Regions from separate parts of the Sus scrofa genome. Here all the other regions are linked to region 3. Evidence: chromatin contacts called from public targeted proximity ligation data. All regions are on one chromosome and are shown on one strand. The core of a region is the stretch at or near the end of the contact, and the rest is flanking DNA. Distances in the headings are between cores, read along the strand shown. Region 1 overlaps LOC110260700 (a long non-coding RNA gene). Region 2 overlaps LOC102166619 (a long non-coding RNA gene). Region 3 has its middle 31 kb from the start of DYRK2.

What was found.
Region 1: a targeted proximity ligation map of skeletal muscle shows a contact between it and region 3. A contact is called at or near these places in 1 of 47 Hi-C or Micro-C datasets (heart right ventricle) and 1 of 2 datasets of targeted methods (skeletal muscle).
Region 2: a contact with region 3 is called in a targeted proximity ligation map of skeletal muscle. A contact is called at or near these places in 1 of 47 Hi-C or Micro-C datasets (embryonic fibroblasts) and 1 of 2 datasets of targeted methods (skeletal muscle).

The regions. Positions count from the first base shown.
Region 1 is chr5:32,223,957-32,226,718 of Sscrofa11.1, reverse strand. It overlaps LOC110260700 (a long non-coding RNA gene), which reads right to left. Exons shown (of 2, transcript XR_002344010.1): 1 at 1,006-2,762; 2 at 1-869. Among named protein-coding and RNA genes, the nearest start is that of DYRK2, 180 kb to the right of the region's middle.
Region 2 is chr5:32,262,629-32,265,521 of Sscrofa11.1, reverse strand. The region is part of intron 2 of LOC102166619 (a long non-coding RNA gene); the gene reads left to right. Among named protein-coding and RNA genes, the nearest start is that of DYRK2, 220 kb to the right of the region's middle.
Region 3 is chr5:32,077,140-32,079,839 of Sscrofa11.1, reverse strand. No RefSeq gene overlaps it. Among named protein-coding and RNA genes, the nearest start is that of DYRK2, 31 kb to the right of the region's middle.

The sequences.
Region 1 (2,762 bases), core at 224-2,723, 150 kb before region 3:
TTTCTGGCAAGAATTTTTTATTCCTCAAATCTTCAATGTAATCAATATTCTCTTCTGAGATAACTCAATTAAGTCTCTTAATAAAGGAAGACACATTTGGGACAGGGATTATAGTTACGAAGTCAGCTGCATTTTAATTTGGGAGAAGGAGAATGCTTGTTAGAGCCCAAAGATACATGAAGGAGAATCTTCTGTGTTTCACTTGTGTAAAGAATGGTGCAAGTGGCCCCTTCTCTGGGACCTGCTCTCAGTGGTCCACCTAGTGAATCTCCCTGCAGCATGAGTGGATTTTAGTTTAAGGATCATAAAGTCGTTTATATCATGAGTATTTTTTAGAAATCTTACAAAACACACTGAGGACTTGGCCTTCTCTGCTGATGTCTCAAACCCTGGAGGAAATCATACAACGTGCTGGCTGAAGCCTCTGCACACTTGGTCTTTGAATCTCAGCTGTTCCATCCCTGTGCAAGTCCTGGTTGGGTTTCTTCTCCGTTGCCTCCCAATACTGATTTCAGATCTTCAGGCGATGCACTCACGTTGGACCCTTCTGAAGCCATGGGTAATCAACAGTCAAACCCATTCCACCTGTGACCTGCCTTTACTCATCAAGGTCCTTTTAATTGTTGCTACAAAACACTGGCCCCCAAGCTGCATGGAACCTAAACAAGATGTTTGCCCCAGTTGTTGTTCAAGAACTTGGGGGTAGCTGTGTCTAGTTCCAACTAAGCTGGTTAAGACCAGATAGGACCACTGAGCCTCCAATTGGGCATGTGCAGGGGTGGCTTGGTGACCTTTTGCCGAAAACTCCACGCAAATCATGCTGAGCGCCTCCCTGTTCCAACAGGCAGAGGCATGTAGCTTAGTTGCACCTGCACAGAACCACGATTACCAATTACCACACCTTTTTCCAATCACCTTTCCCCACGCCCCCACGCCCGCCTTGCCTCGGACCGCCCTGCTGCCTTATCCTTATCCCATAAATACCCTGCCCACCCGCCCCCTCACCTCTGGGAGATAGGACGCAAGACCTTCTCCCGTCTCGTCTCCTCGCTGGGCTGTCTTGGGAGCCAGCCCTCTCTGCCGCAAGCCTTGGCGTTCCTGTGTTTGACTTGCTGGCCCTCAGCAGAACAAATCTCCAACCTCACAGAGAGGTTGGGGGAATTTGGGGGGGACATTTATCTCCTTCAACACCCAGCCCCAACATACAAAGGCCTGGGCTCCCATCCTCACCTCCTTCCAGCCTCGGTGGAAGTGGTAACTCCTCTCTACTCCTGTCGCATCCCAGCCTGCCTTCTTCAGACTGGGGGTCTTCTCTCTGTTAATCATACTTCTGTCGGTTCCCACCTCTCAGTCTAAAACCCGAATTTGTCTACTCTTGCCTCTCTTAAATTTTCACCTCATGAAGAAATGAAGACTTAAGCTTACTCTAGACTTTTTCAACTTTCATGCACTCCTATGACTCCACTGTGCTCAACCTTCCTGAGAACCTCTGACAAAGACTATCACCAGGTTATTTCAAAGTGAAAAGGGTTGGGGGTAGAGGGGTCTCCCCTTTTCTTGGTCTTGTGAAGCCCACCGAGATCAGTGTGGACACAGAACACTCTCTCTCTCTCTGAATCTGCTAAATGTGAAGAGGCAGGTCTGGGTTTGAATACCCCCTCTGACTTCTCTGGTTATCTTTGGGAAAATATTTTTAGCCACAAGTTTTTACAGCTCTGTCTTTAAATAGCTGCCAAGGATTGAAGATTTACAATTGGGTAGGGGCGGGGCTGGTTCTTCCTAAGCATTAGCAACTCTATTTCCAAGTTAATCAAGGAAGTGGAGGCAGAAAGGTTAAGCAATTTGTTCCTCTAGTCACTCAATAAGTGGTGACACTTAAGCCTGTTTCTATCTCCAAGCCTCTGTCAACTCAGTAGGTAAAACAAATTTCTGTACCAGGAAGATCTTTTCTCATGAATATCTCAAACCATAAGCATTACTTTTCTGCGACTCCCTAGCATAGTTAACAGGCCAAATTCCCGTCTTGAGAAACCTAAGAGACCATCTAGGTTCCTTTCTCCTTTCTGTACCTTCCAAATTTCAGCTCTGCTGGCCCTTTGTACAGCTCAGGTCCTACTCACGCCTCTCTCCTCTCGTACCAGTTTCCCCACTGCTGCATTTGCCTTGGGTCTTGCTTTGTTCTAGCTGATCCCTTGGACTACTTCCAAAAGCATTTTTAAAAATACAGATAGAGTCCTGCCCCTACTAACTCTGCAAACAAGACACACAGAGGTTAGTCACCTGCCCAAGTCCTAAGATGCAAGAATCTGAATCTTTAGTTCTAGGGAAGGGTGAATCAAAAACCTGCACTCTTAACCATTTACCAGCCTTGCCTCTCAGAGTGAAAGGGTCACCGCACTACCTGTGCCCTCCACCAAGGATGTCCTCAGACCTTCCACCGGGATCTTTTGCCTGCCGATTTTTGACTCGCCGTCAGTTATACTCCAACCACAAAACAACACAGCAAATCCACCAATATCTACTGAGCTTTTTCTTATTCAAGCGTCTGTTCACCCAGGGGTGCTTGTGCCAGAGTCAATGTAATAGATTTCCTGCAAACACTAGTTTGTCAAATCAGGATACTTGAGTGGGGGGAGCGGGAAATGGTGAAAACTGAGATAACTTACTGTGAAGGCATCCTAGATCACTTATTTTAAAGTAAAAAGAGGAAACATGTCAGTTCACCTTGAAACTGTTTTATAAAACCTATCGCTTCCTGGCAC
Region 2 (2,893 bases), core at 337-2,836, 190 kb before region 3:
AGCAGAAGCTTTAAACACGACTTTCAGATGATGCTCTTGGATGAATTCCCTTCCCTCCTCCATTGGCTAGAATGTAGACGTGAAGGTGAGCCATCTTGGATCACATGGATGGGAAGACACCTTACATATGGCCTAGGAATAAGATAGAAAGAGCCTGAGTCTCTATATTTTTGCAGGAACCATTCAAATTTTGGACTGCTAATCTTAGACAGATTGTAATATGAGAGAAAAATAAATTTCTTTGTTCAAGCCATTGTTACTTGGTTTCTCTGTTGCAGCAACAAACCTATTATTAGTGGAGGAGTGAGAGAATCAGAGTCATGCATTAGAGAGACCCTCCTGGTGATGGCAGAGAGGAGAGGCAGGGAACCTAGGCAAGAGACCACCTAGCTACCCAGTTATATGTTTCTTTCTCAGAGATTTTGAGTGTTGATAAGTCTTGCCTGGTCTATGGATTTTTAGAAGAATTTTGAACTTAAAAGTCAAATAAATTAGAGACATACTAAATAAGTTAAACATGATTCTTTATGGTAGGTGTGACAGGTGTTTTCAGCACTATAGAATTTTATAAGAGAGGGCTGAAAATAAAGTGGTCCTCAAACTTTGAAAATGTGCCCTTTCATCATAAAATGTCTAGTATTCATGGCTGCTAATGTTTAGGGAATGCAGTTCAGGAAATGTGATCCATTGCCTGTTAGATTTAAAGGCACCTGTCCAGCCCTGTTGAAAACTTGAACCTGAGATGATGTCCAATATAAATAGTCTGCAAAGCATTTCACAGAAGGATGTTTGACTCAGACGCAAGGACTCAATAAACTGTACACACACCTTATTCTACAAACTACAACAAAAAGTTTCAGACACACTGAATACCATTTAGTATCAATTTTCCTCCATACATAGTTAAGCTTTCAGATCTGTTGCATGGTGTGAATTAATAGGACAGGGATGGAAAAAGATACAAGGAACTATCATGATTCTACTTGGGAAGATCTTTGGGAGGAAAGTCCTTACAGGACCATAAATGGCAGGACTAATTCTCATAGCAAAAGATTAAGTTACATGGTGGACTCCTTGCTCAGGGAGTTCCTGACAATCTGAGAGGCAAAATGAATGGAGGCAGAATAGAGCATGTAAAGTCAGAATCCTGTGACTTTGGCCTTCAGAGTGTTTGATCTGGCAGGAGTTATTTTCCATGAGTAACTGATTCCTGTATAGCACTTACAGGATCAAATGGCAGTATAAATTGGATCAACAGTTAACCTCCTAATTCTCTTCCATGACCAATGTAAGGAAAAGTAACTCTGTTTAAACTCTTCATAGAAAAATTCTTTGGGTGGAATCCCCAGGGAAAAAAATCTTAAATCCCAAGTCCATGCCAAATATCCCTACAATTTTCTCAACAGTACAGCTAATCCTCTGTGCTGGCCAAAGCCAGTTTCCTTTCATTATTTTGGTCCATATTGGCAAAGGAGTTCTTAAGTGCAAAGGAAACACGCTGAAGTGTCACGCCATGCTTGACACTCTGACTGTGGTGACAGGCTTTCTCCAGCTGTCAGTTTCAGGAGCATTTCATTTCATTGACGCTACACAGCTCCGTGATGAGAAGTGGCAGCCAAGCCCTTTTATCCTTTGTAATGTCTTCATTGGTAACAGCAGTAATGAATTATCTTGGAGAAAATTATCATACAGAATAAATGGTAAACATTATAAGCTAAGGTCTTTATGTGAATATCCTCTATTATTTCCTACAGTTGGACTTGAATTCTTGAGTAGTAGGAGTTTTGAGTGCTGGAAAGGTAAGGAGAAGCTTCAGTTTCTTTTCTGCCTGTTGATCACATAAGACATCCTCATCTTCAGGCACAGCTTCCTCATTCTTTTCTATGTGTTGGGTCATTACCCGCCTAACAATCCAAAAAGCAAGTACAAATTGTGTCTCCAAATCTATACAATGAGAAGGTGACTTCTTTTTTAGGCCATGGAGAAATTCTCAAGATAAAAAGTCTCTCTCAGAAACTATGATAATATGCATAGTGAAAACTTTAGGGTTTCTTGATCAACTCTTAGTTTGAGGAACATGGTTTATGTACAGTTAGTTAGAGCTTTAATAAGGTTTCTAGAGCTTTTAATAAGATGATGCTTCAAGGGGGAAAGAAAACATACTTTCCTAAGTTTATTTCATCCCAGGAACCTTTCTTATGGGCCCAAATAGTTCCATGAAACATTGATTTTTGGAAAAGCCTATAGGAGTCAGTTAATTATCAGCTTTTATGTCTAAGGAGCACATATGTAGCAAAAACTAAAAGGTTTAAGGACATGTCCAGTAACCTGACAATCTGACCTAAGTCCACACTCTTAGTGAGGAGGTAGCTCTGACAGTGTTTTGGCAGAGAAATAATCTCAGCCTTGGGACTGTTATGAATATAGCAGTAAAGACTGCTCTGTCTCAGAGATAGGCTGCAGAATTTGGTCAGTTCCCACCTCTCTGGTTGGAATTCTCCCTTCTCTCCTGTGTTAACAGAGGAAATGCAAGTGTACAAGAGTGACATTAATACCAGGATAGAACTCACAATCATCTCTAAAAGGTGAGATGGTGATGCAGAAAGCTTATACTTTACTGTTTGTAAGACATCTTAAATTTTTGGTCATGCTTCAGAATGGCCCTGTTCGCGATAATTAGTGGCCCAAAGGATCCTAGAATGGATTTGTAGAATTCCAGTGAGCTTTTGCTGTCAGTGTGTGTGTGTGTGTGTGTGTGTGTGTGTGTGTGTGTGTGTGTGTTGATGTTTATGTTCAGTCCACACACTCATGCAAAAGTGCTGGATTGGAGGCCAGGAGGAGAACCCAGAGAGGGGGAAGTAGACCCCACTCCTCCAAAGTCTTCAAAGCTAGT
Region 3 (2,700 bases), core at 75-2,574:
ATCTAAAGTTTGGAGAGGGTTAAGATGGCACAATATCATAATGACCTAATATGCCTTTGCCTTGTCACAAGATCACCCAATTTCTTAAACACTTTGCAGTAGAAGAAATCCGTGTTCTACCAAAAGAATCTTCACAGGGCCTCTGACTTCTGGTTCTAATTTGGACTGAAGGGTTTCTAGGCCTGCTTCAAAGTTCTCATTCTGGAATTACTTTTCATACAATCCTGGGTTAGAGCCACTGCTCCTTAGAGCCTAGGACTTCCTCTCACTTGGATTCTCTTTGTTTTGCTTGAGTAATTCCTTCAGAACTAGTCTGGGTGGTAAAGGGTCTGTGCTCTTGATTGAGAGTTTGGCTAGGTGGAGAATTTTAGGTTCAAAAACTTTTCCTTCAGCATTTTGCAGAATGCTTTTTGTCTTCTGCTTTGTTTTTTCTCTATCATCTCATTTCTTTTTGAGTGACCTCTTCTTATAGCTTGTAGAATTTCCCCTCTATTCCCAGGGTCTAAAATATCACAAGGATATGTCTTGGGGCGCGTTTGTTCATTCATCTTCTTCTGCACTCTCTAGGCCCTGACATCCTAAAATGCTATTTCTCTCTTTTAGAAATTCTCTTTTGTTCTCCTCTGTTTTGTGTGTTTTCTCTTCTAAACATCCATTTGGATGTTAGAACTTTTGGATGGTTCTCGAATCTCTTCGTTTTTCTCCCACATTTCCGTCCCTTTAACCTTTTGTTCTATGCTCAGAGATATTTCCTTCATTCTTTCTCTCATTGAACTTTTCACATTGACAATTAATTTTGTCATTTTAAGAAGACTTTCTGGGTTGGATGGTTCTTTTCCTTAGCAGCCTGCAGACTGTTTTTGCTTTACGTTTTTTTTTTTTTTTTTTTTTTTTTTTAATTTTCTTCTTCAAGGAAACAAAATAGAATTACTTTAAAGATAGATATCTTCTATTTCCTGGATTATCTATTTCCTCCAGGGTCAGTTTATTTCCACCTGCCTTTCTCAGATTTTTATGACATTGGCTGTCAATTCACAGTGAAAACCCAAGGCAGACCAGTTTCTTTAATACAGATATCTAGCTCTCCTTGGCTCTGTTGGTCTGGCCTTCTATCCAGGTGGGTGGGCCTTTTGGCTGGCAGACTTTGCTTTGACTTTGAGGGGAAAGAGGGAAAGTAGGATGCCCTCCCTGCCTCTCCCACCTTGCAGCCAGAGTGAGGAGAATCCCACTGAGCGAGGGCAGCACCCCTCCTAGGGCTGCATCCCATGCAGATGCTTGCAATTGCTTTAAAGATTAATCCTCTGGTTTCAGCCTAAGCATGTGACACAGGGAAGGGGAATGTGGGCTATGACTCACAGTTATTCCGCAGTTGATTTCTGTCCAACTTTCCTCTCCTACTCCAAGTTTTGAGCCTCTCTGTGAGTCTGCTGCCAGGAAAAAAATAGCTCCGGTCCCTTCTGCAGCCTTCTCCTGTGAATACAATTGAAACTGTTAATACAATTCCAAGAGCTTTTTACTTTGAAAAAAAATGTGTCTATGTCTCTAGTTCCCAGATGCCCCTTCTCCTGCACCGAGGACCGCCTTTGATTTATTGTTCTCTCTTCCTCTTTATTGACATTTCTATGGGATTTGGAAGCGGAAAAGAGATGTATGCATGTGCTCTGGCTGCCATCTTGAGAAAGAATTCCCATTGCATCTCTGGACATCTTTGTGACCTCTTCCTAATTTTTAGGCAAAAGCCTCCTTATAACTTCCACTTGTGGGCCAGCCATTGGATCACACAAACAAGGCTTAGTTTCTCTTCTCCTTATCAGCTCTCCAGATATTTGAAACTAGTTTTATATCCTCCTAACCTCTCCAGGTCAAATATTTCTAGTTCTACTAATTAGGCCTCTTTGAATTTTCAGTTTTCTCATCATTCTGATCATTTTCTCCTGAACTTCCTCCATGTGTCTAAAAGAAATCAGTGCAATGCCTAGGGTAGTAAAGCTGGAAGCTCCTTCATAGTAATCCAGTCCTTCCTACCATACACGTCCACATTGTCCAGCTACTTCCCTGCCCCAGACACATACCACCAGCATCTGCTGGAAATACTCTATATAATGGTAACATATTGAAAAGTCGTAAAATTATGGGAAGATAGCAGAAGGAATTTCCACCCAGGAATTGCAGACTCTCTAGTACAACTTCTAACTTGCACACAATTATTCTATCACTTAAATAAAGGTCATTTAAAACTTTTAGTTTTAGTCATTCTGTAAAGAATACTACTATGCGCTGAGGAGGATATTTAGGATAAATTGTTCCTAAATTGATTGAATCATGCGACTGAAGTCATGGCACATTTTCTTTTTCAAATACTTGAAATGCAATTTCAAATCCAATACATTTCTCATTGGCAAAAATGAATCCTTTTCTAAGAGCTTCAGACTGTTGCTAAAATTACTACTAATTAAATGTATAGGGAGTTCCCATTGTTGCTCAGTGGTAGCCAACCTGACTAGTATCCATGAGGACACAGGTTGAATCCCTGGCCCTGCTCAGTGGATTAAAGATCTGGAGTTGCTATCCGGTGTAAGTGGCAGATGTAGCTCAGATTAGCATTGCTGTGGCTGTGGCATAGGCTGGCAGCTACAGCTCCAATTCGATACCTAGCTTGGAAACTTCTATATGTTATGGGTGAGGCCCTAAAAAGACAAA